Regions from separate parts of the Mus musculus genome. Here region 2 is linked to region 1. A link is a contact called in public Hi-C data. All regions are on one chromosome and are shown on one strand. Each heading gives the region's core, a stretch centred on a gene start, on an enhancer-like site or on the middle of the called end of the contact. The rest is flanking DNA. Distances are from core to core; before and after follow the strand shown.

What was found. Hi-C and Micro-C count contacts between places; a contact is called where the count stands out from the background.
Region 2: a Hi-C map of the MNK3 cell line shows a contact between it and region 1, with 5 times the contacts expected there. The contact joins two enhancer-like sites. A contact is called at or near these places in 1 of 484 Hi-C or Micro-C datasets (the MNK3 cell line), 1 of 115 datasets of contacts at active chromatin or transcription factors (effector CD8 T cells) and 3 of 9 other capture datasets (adipose tissue, embryonic stem cells and liver).

The regions. Positions count from the first base shown.
Region 1 is chr11:106,414,659-106,418,573 of GRCm38.p6, forward strand. All of the region lies in intron 10 of Ern1 (endoplasmic reticulum (ER) to nucleus signalling 1), which reads right to left. Among named protein-coding and RNA genes, the nearest start is that of Icam2, 34 kb to the left of the region's middle. Within about 2 kb of position 1,798, at least 33 of the 459 cell types and tissues checked have an H3K27ac peak or open chromatin away from gene starts, as enhancers often do. A contact at or near this core is called in the MNK3 cell line, where this site is marked.
Region 2 is chr11:106,686,701-106,690,615 of GRCm38.p6, forward strand. It overlaps Pecam1 (platelet/endothelial cell adhesion molecule 1), which reads right to left. Exons shown (of 16, transcript NM_001305157.1): 7 at 2,076-2,351. Among named protein-coding and RNA genes, the nearest start is that of Pecam1, 27 kb to the right of the region's middle. Within about 2 kb of position 1,846, at least 45 of the 459 cell types and tissues checked have an H3K27ac peak or open chromatin away from gene starts, as enhancers often do. A contact at or near this core is called in the MNK3 cell line, where this site is marked.

The sequences.
Region 1 (3,915 bases), core at 548-3,047:
GTTTGGTTTTTCAAGACAGGGTTTCTCTGTGTAACAGCCCTGTGCATTCAAGACCAGCCTGGTTCACAAAGGGAGTTCCAGGACAGCCAGAGCTACATAGTGCAACCCTGTCTCGAAACAAACAAATACCTCAAAAACACTCCCTGTCCCCCAGTAGAAATGTTAGGGCTGGGGAGACAGTTCAGTCAGTAAAGTGCTTGTGAAAGCAGGAGGACCCTGCTCAATCCCCAGAACCCATATGAGAAAAGCCGGTCAAGTGTGTGTAATCCAGTGGGGAGATGGAAACAGGGTGAGCTCTGGAACTTGTCCCATAGCTAGCCTAACCTAATCACTGAATACCGATGAGAGACTTTTTCAAAAAGCAACAGAGGAATGACAACTGAAGGTGTCCTCTAGTCTCCACACAAATGCAAACATACACCTGCACACACATGTGAAATACAAGTTTTAAAATAAAACAAGATTTATTAATTGACAGCAGAATGCAGTCTTCTGCTTTTTAAAAATAGTTTACTCTTCTTATTATTAATTACATGCCAGTGTGTGGGTATGTGCAGTGCTCAAGATAGGTGACAGATTCCCCCTGGAGCTGGAATTACAGGTGGTTGTAAGCCACTTAACATGGGTGCTGGAACCAAACTTGGGTGCTGGAACCAAACTTGGGTCCTATGCAAAAGCAGTTTGTGCTCTTAACCATTGAGCCACTTCTCTGGCCCAGTATTCTGTTTTGTTTTGTTTTTTGTTTTTTTGTTTTTTTAAATTTTGAATTTTGACCACAATTTAAACATGATTTCACAATTCCTTGATCTCATCAGCTTCCTAAGGTCCAAGTTACCATTTATATGTGTGTCTTTTTTTTAATTAAGAGTCATTTTTTAAAGATTTATTTATTATATGTAAGTACACTGTAGCTGTCTTCAGACACTCCAGAAGAGGGCGTCAGATCTCGTTACAGATGGTTGTGAGCCACCATGTGGTTGCTGGGATTTGAACTCTGGACCTTCGGAAGAGCAGTCGGGTGCTCTTACCCACTGAGTCATCTCACCAGCCCTTGTTTTTGTTTTTTTACAAGTAAAATAACTTGTGAGGGTGCATGTATTCAACTCAGGAAGCAGTGTGATGCTTCAAAGTTCAACAAGTTCTTTCATTGCTTTTTCTAGTAGCATCAGTCTAGTTAGGCTACCGAGGTCCCTTCTGCACATTTCCAGTGTTCAGGCAGAGTTCTAGTCCTTCTCCAAGCTACACCTGAGCTTCCATCTAAGGAGTGGTGAGTAGCTGAGAGAATGAGAGAAGTAGGTGCTGGCTGGACAGGAAGAGTGGTGCCCACTCACTTGCTGCTGTCCTGTACATACTAGTTCATGACCGCCTGACATTCAGCACACTTCCATTCCATTGTCTATGTGTGCAATAAAAGAAACCGGGCTTGAAAAGCCCCAGCAGTTTCCCTTCTTTCTGTTCTGATCACTGGATGAGCTCTTAGCTTGATTCAGGCCTTTTCCTCTGTACTGTTCTTCTTTGTGGCTGTGTGTAGATCACAGGTTAGCCTGAGGTATCTTCCTCAGTTGCTTCTCTATCTTACTATTATTTAAAGAGACAGTCTCTCACTGAAATTGGAGCTGAGTGTTTCAACTAGATTGGCTGGCCAGTGAATCCTGGATCCTCCCGTTTCTGCCTTCCTATACTTAGCTTTTCAGTTTGTTTTTTTTTTGTGACAAGGTTTCTCTGTGTAGCCTGGCTGACCTCAACTCAGTGTGTACCAAGATAAAGCCTGACAGGAACTAGCCAGAGCTTGCACCTCTTGATCTGGAAAGTCCCTCTTTAATCCCTCATCTGACCTCAATCTTACCAGGCTTTTGTCACTTATAGTGTGACATGGTTCGTTCAGGAAAACCTACTTTTGTTCTGAACCATCACAAATTTTCTCATGCATACCATGGCCTGCTGAGGCATGCTTTGCTCTACAAAGGGGCATGCATGCTTTTCTCACATGTGGCTGCCTATGTCAGAATTCTGCGTCAGACTTGGTATCTGAATGTAAGCAACCATGGGTTACCGATGACAACCAACAAAAATGATCAACAGCCAGGAAAATGAAGCTGTCCTTCCATGGGCCACTCTGCATTACAGTGTTCTGTCTACCTCATTCCCTGATGTCCTACTGTGAGAGGACATGTCTGTAAGGCCTACCAATAGACTGCTGGAGATGTCACTGAGTTTCCTTATAAACAGGCTCCCACTGAAGAAGGATGTTCAATAATATCCCACTGTACACGCAGGACCTATCTCTGCTGGTACAGGGCCAGCTTACTGCATTGGGTCACCTTCATGACTATTTGACAAAGCACTAGGGGATGTTGAACACCAGGTCAGGGTCACTGCTGGGGGCAAAAAACAGAACAAACCCCACCTTCTGATTTAATTAGATCCACTTTATTTTCAAGATGAATGTGAAGGTAGACTATCTTGCAGTCTTCCACAAGAACCACAGGGCCTATCTTGACATTAACAGGTATAAACAGTGGCCCTGGTCTATGAGAAGATTGTTATGTATTCCCACTGCCTTATTTTAAGCTGAGCAGTTACAGAGTTCCTCAAAGGGGACCTCAGAATTGTGAGACCCTTACTTAGCTACCCTCTTAGAAGTTTGTTAGGCTTCCTAGTTGTCTTACTCTGACCATTTAAAGGGATTTTAAAGGGATCTCATTTTCCAGTTCTGCCACGGAGACTCCTCTGGCACATTTTCAGTACCTTCATACACATTTCCTTTGTGCTACTTCTTAACCACTGCCAGGCAGTTTATGGACCCTTCATTGGTACATAAAACCGAGTAGCCGTATAATTCTAATGAGCCCTTGCTAGTTAGTGATAACACTATACTATGGCTGTTGCTGTACTTCTATAGCAATGTGTGAAGAGTGAATGTATTAGTCAGTGTTCTCTAAAGATTTAATACACACACACACACACACACACACACACACACACACAGCTATGAAGAAGTAAAAGGCACAAAGAACAGGATCTTTCAAATGGCCTGCCAATAGACTGATCGGAGCTCCAGCACACCCAGTTCCCCTGCAGCACTCTCTTAGGTATTCATATACTGGTCCAGACCCATTGCCTGGCAGGTCCTGCTGCCTTCTGTGCCCACACATACTCTTTTCTCTACCCACATCTACCTAGTCTGCTGGGACTCAGACCACCTCTCACGTTTAGGCTAGGTCATCAGAATTGGTGTGTATTGTTAGTATATATAGGGCACAGGAAGGAAAGATCTGATTTAAGAAAATCCATCCTGCTCTAGTTACTTGGGATATTTGCCAGGGACCCAATCACCCTCACTTCTGCCTTTGTTTGCAATACTCACTGCCTTGGGGTATAATCTCAACCTCTTATCTTTGTAACCAGGCCTTTAATTCACTCCCAGGGTCAAGGATAGTAAGGGCAACAACAATGGGAAGAAGAAAAAAAGATAAGGCCAGGGTGCATCCCAGAGTCAAAGCATGCTTGGCACGCTTAAGGCCCTGGTCTCTGCCTTAGCAAATGGGAGGGAGGAGAGAAGCCAAGTATGTGGGAAACAGGGACTGAATGAATTGGGGGTCACCTGAGTAACATAGTGACATTCTGTCTCCAACAATATGAAACAAACCAAAAAAATCAGACCGAGAAAAAGAAACTCCCCAAGAGCCTTTCTGTGAGGGCCCAGGAACAGCGCAGACTCTTCATGGTTGTTGATTCTGGTTTCTCCTCAGATTGCTAAGTATTTTGCCTTTATTTCCACAACTGTCACTCATCATAGGTCTTAAACTTGTCCTGCCCAGCCTCTTATCCACACTGATTCCTATTCCAAATGACAAGTCCCAGTATTCTTATAGAGTGGAAATAACAAGGGTACCCACCTCACATGGTCACTGT
Region 2 (3,915 bases), core at 596-3,095, 270 kb after region 1:
CTATCTATCTATCTATCTATCTATATATATATATACACATATATATATATATACATATATACACACACACACACATTGTTTTTTACTTATTTTTTTTACTTATTTATTCTGTGCATGGGTGTGTTAGTGGAACTCCGAGAACAATTTGCAGGAATCTGTCTTTCCACCAAGTAAGGTCCAGGGTATTGAACTCAGGTCATTAGGCTGGGCCATCTCACCAGCCCCTCCATCTTCACTTAGAGACTTTACTTCCACACTCAGCTTTTATTTCTGAGCACTGAAACCTAAACAGAAGTTTCCTGTCCAGACAGCTTCCCGGAACTTCATGGTTTCCTTCCCACCTGGAAGCTCAGAGAGGCAAATCCACTGTGCCCCCACTGTGCCACCTTCCCTCAGCAACATTCCTAACCATTCAAATTCTGGTCCTATGTCACCATTCCAGGCCACCTTCCCTACTAGTGACACACAGACACATGTCACCTCTCTGAGCACAAAGGGCGTATGATCTTGAAGGAAGCTGAGCATCAGGCCTGGGATGGCAGTGGTCCCACACAGGGGCAGACAGCCTGAGCACACTGCTAGACCTGACAGTCTCTCCCCCCGGGAAGTACAAGAGGCTAGTGGTGAGTTGGTCTCAGGAGCCACACTGCCTGGGTTCAAATCCCAGTCCTACCTATCGTGCCTTAGCTCTAAGTCTTAGTGAGTTCACTTATGAGTCTCATGTGCTATTTTAAATATTACTAGGGATAATTTACCACAGTGCTTCACCCAGGGCTGGGCACATGGGAAGGGCTCAGTAAATGCTCGTCACTAGCACTGACCCAATTTCAACTCGGGTTTCCTCTTCCTCTTCTTCTGTGGTCTTTTTGAGACAAGTTTTCTCTGTGTCGTGGCCGCCCTGGAACTTACTTTATAGACCAGTCTGGCCTCGAACTCAGAGATCCACCTGCATCTGCCTCCCGAGTGTTGGGATTAAAGGAGTACGCCACCACCGCCTGGACGAATTTATTATTAATTAACATCTGGAGATCTGAAGTCTTCACTCTTCAACAACAGCCTGAATGCATAACAACCATGTCCATATTATGCCCCTCCTCAGACCAGTTCTTATTATGCCCCACCTCCCTCCCTTGTCCTCTGAGACTTGGGTCTTATGTGACCTTGGGTGGCCTTGATCTCACTATGTAGATAAGGATAACCTGATCTGCCTGCCTCTGCTTACTAAGTGCCAGGATTACAGGCTTGTTGGACCACTTACCCTGTACCAGTAGCCAACTCTCGCCCACACCAGCACAGGTACACAGTATACAATTATAAACTGCATGTTAATGATGCATTTTTATGTACATTAGTGTATGGCCTGCATGTACGTCTGTGTGAGGGCATCAGATCTCTAGGAACATTTGTGAGCTGTCACGTGGATGCTGAAAATTGAACCCAGGATCTCTGAAACAGTAGCTAATGTTCTTAACCACAGAGCCATCTCTCCAGCACCTATAAACTGCCTGTTGACGACACAGAGCTGCTAAACAAAAGCTGCTGAAGGACAGAGGAGAAGGCACATTGGGAGTCTTATAAGCAGTGGGGGCAGCGACACTGCAACAAGCCACCCAAAGGCACAAGTCAGATGCTCGAGGAAAAGATATCCAACCCCAAGACCATGGTGAGAATCCCAGGCTAATGTCAGCTATTTCCATGAGCCCATGGTCTGCAGCAAGGCCTGTGGCAGGTTTCATGTGTGACACAGATGTTCCACTAAGACCACTAGCAAGGAAAGAGTTCTAAGCCCGCAGTTCTTGAGGGCAGCTCTCTCTTCATCTGAAAAGCACCCCGCCCCCTCAAACCACGGAAGCCCAACTACATAATACCAGCAGTCAACTGTCACTTGGAAGGTCAAAAAGGGTTACAACGGCCACATCAAGAAACCCCGGATATTGCTCAGACCCACCATCTGGGGCTTGGTCTTTGATACATATCTGCTATGGGTTGCACAGGCAGCATCCTTGTGATGGCCACAGTCCCTAGCCTTGCTAGCCTTGAGCCCTACCTTTGCTTCACAGAAGACAGCTGCTTACCTATCACCCTGACCCTCAGGATCTCGCTGAACACCGCGGGGTGGGAATGGCAATTATCCGCTCTGCACTGGTATTCCATGTCTCTGGTGGGCTTATCTGTGAATGTTGCTGGGTCATTGGAGGTCACCTCGAGAGTCTGGAAGTCACTCTTTGCTTTCATAAGGTGGTAAGTGATGGGTGCAGTTCCATTTTCGGACTGGCAGCTGATGCCTATGGCATGTCCTTTTATGATCTCAGACTTGGCATCATGAAAAATACTGGGCTTCGAGAGCATTTCTACAACAACAGGGGAAATCCAAATAAAACACAAGGAACAACCCAGCCGGGAACCTTCCTTCTGAAAACTCTGAGCTTGGCTTTCCCAATCGAGATCATGATTTCCAATGCCTACCTGCCTGCCTGCCTTATCCATCTTAAGGGGCTCCTATAGGGCTGTGGCCTGTCCAGGCAATGCTTGTCTATACGTGTGTGTGCATGAGTGTGTGTGTGTGTGTGTGTGTGCATGAGTGTGTGTGCGTGTGTGTGCAATATACAAGGGAGAAAATGAACTGCTGTAGATAGATGGGGATGTAGCCCAGTGGTAGAGCACTTGCCTAGCATGTGTAAAGTCTTGAGTTCAATTCCCAGCACTAAGAAAGTGGAGACAGGAAGAACTTTATGAGTTTGAGGCCAGGCTACATAGTGAGACACTGTGTCAGAACAGCAAATATATATATATTTATATATTTTATAAATATAAATATATAAATAAATTTATATATATATAAATATAAATTTTATATATATATAAAATCTAATTTTGTTGGGTTTGTTTTGTTTTTGATTTATTAATCATTCCTGTTGTTTATGGTTTGGGGTTTTTTTTAGACAAGGCTTCTTTGTATAACCCTAGACGTCCTGGAACTAGTTCTGTAGACCAGGCTGGCCTTGAACTCACAAAGATCTGTCTACCTCTACTATCTGAGTATGGGGATTAAAGGAGTATACTATTACAGCCCTGCTTAAAATATCTTTTTTTTTTTTTTTTTTTTTTTTTTTTGGTTTTTTCGAGACAGGGTTTCTCTGTGTAGCCCTGGCTGTCCTGGAACTCACTCTAGACCAGGCTGGCCTCGAACTCAGAAATCCGCCTGCCTCTGCCTCCCAAGTGCTGGGATTAAAGGCGTGCGCCACCACTGCCCTGCTAAAATATCTATTTTTATAAGCAAAATAATGATATAATATCTGGGTGTAGTGGAACACACCTGTAGGTCCATACCTGGGAGGGCAGGCGGTAAAACTGCAAATTTGAGGCTAGCTTGAGCTCCATAGTATAATGTTGTCCTGTCTCAAAAGGAGGAAGTCAGGGGGAGGGTGGGGAAAGGAAGATAATGGAGGGAGACAGGAGGTGGAAGATCCAGGGATGGTGGTACATGCCTGCCTGTAGGTCTACCATCCAGGGGTGGTGGCTTATGCATGATGTGGTGCTGGGAACTGATCCTAGGTCCTTCGAAAGAGCAGCAAGTGCCTATAACCACTGGAAAATCTCTTTAGACCCCTTGTGTGTGTTTTGTTTTGTTTTGTTTTTAAGCAGGACCTTGCCCTGTATCCCAGGTTGGCCGTGAGTTTGCAGTAATCCTCCAGCAAACTCACTGCTGGGATTAATGACATGCACCACCAATACCCAACTAGAATCTTCTTCTTTTAATACTTTTTTGTTGTTGTTGTTTTTTTTTATGTTGGGAGTCAAGGAGGATCGAGACAGGCCCTTGCTATGTATCCCAGGCTGGTCTTGAATTCACAACAATCCCTAGCTCAACGTCCTGGATGTCAGGATTATAGGTATGTACCACATGCCTCGTAA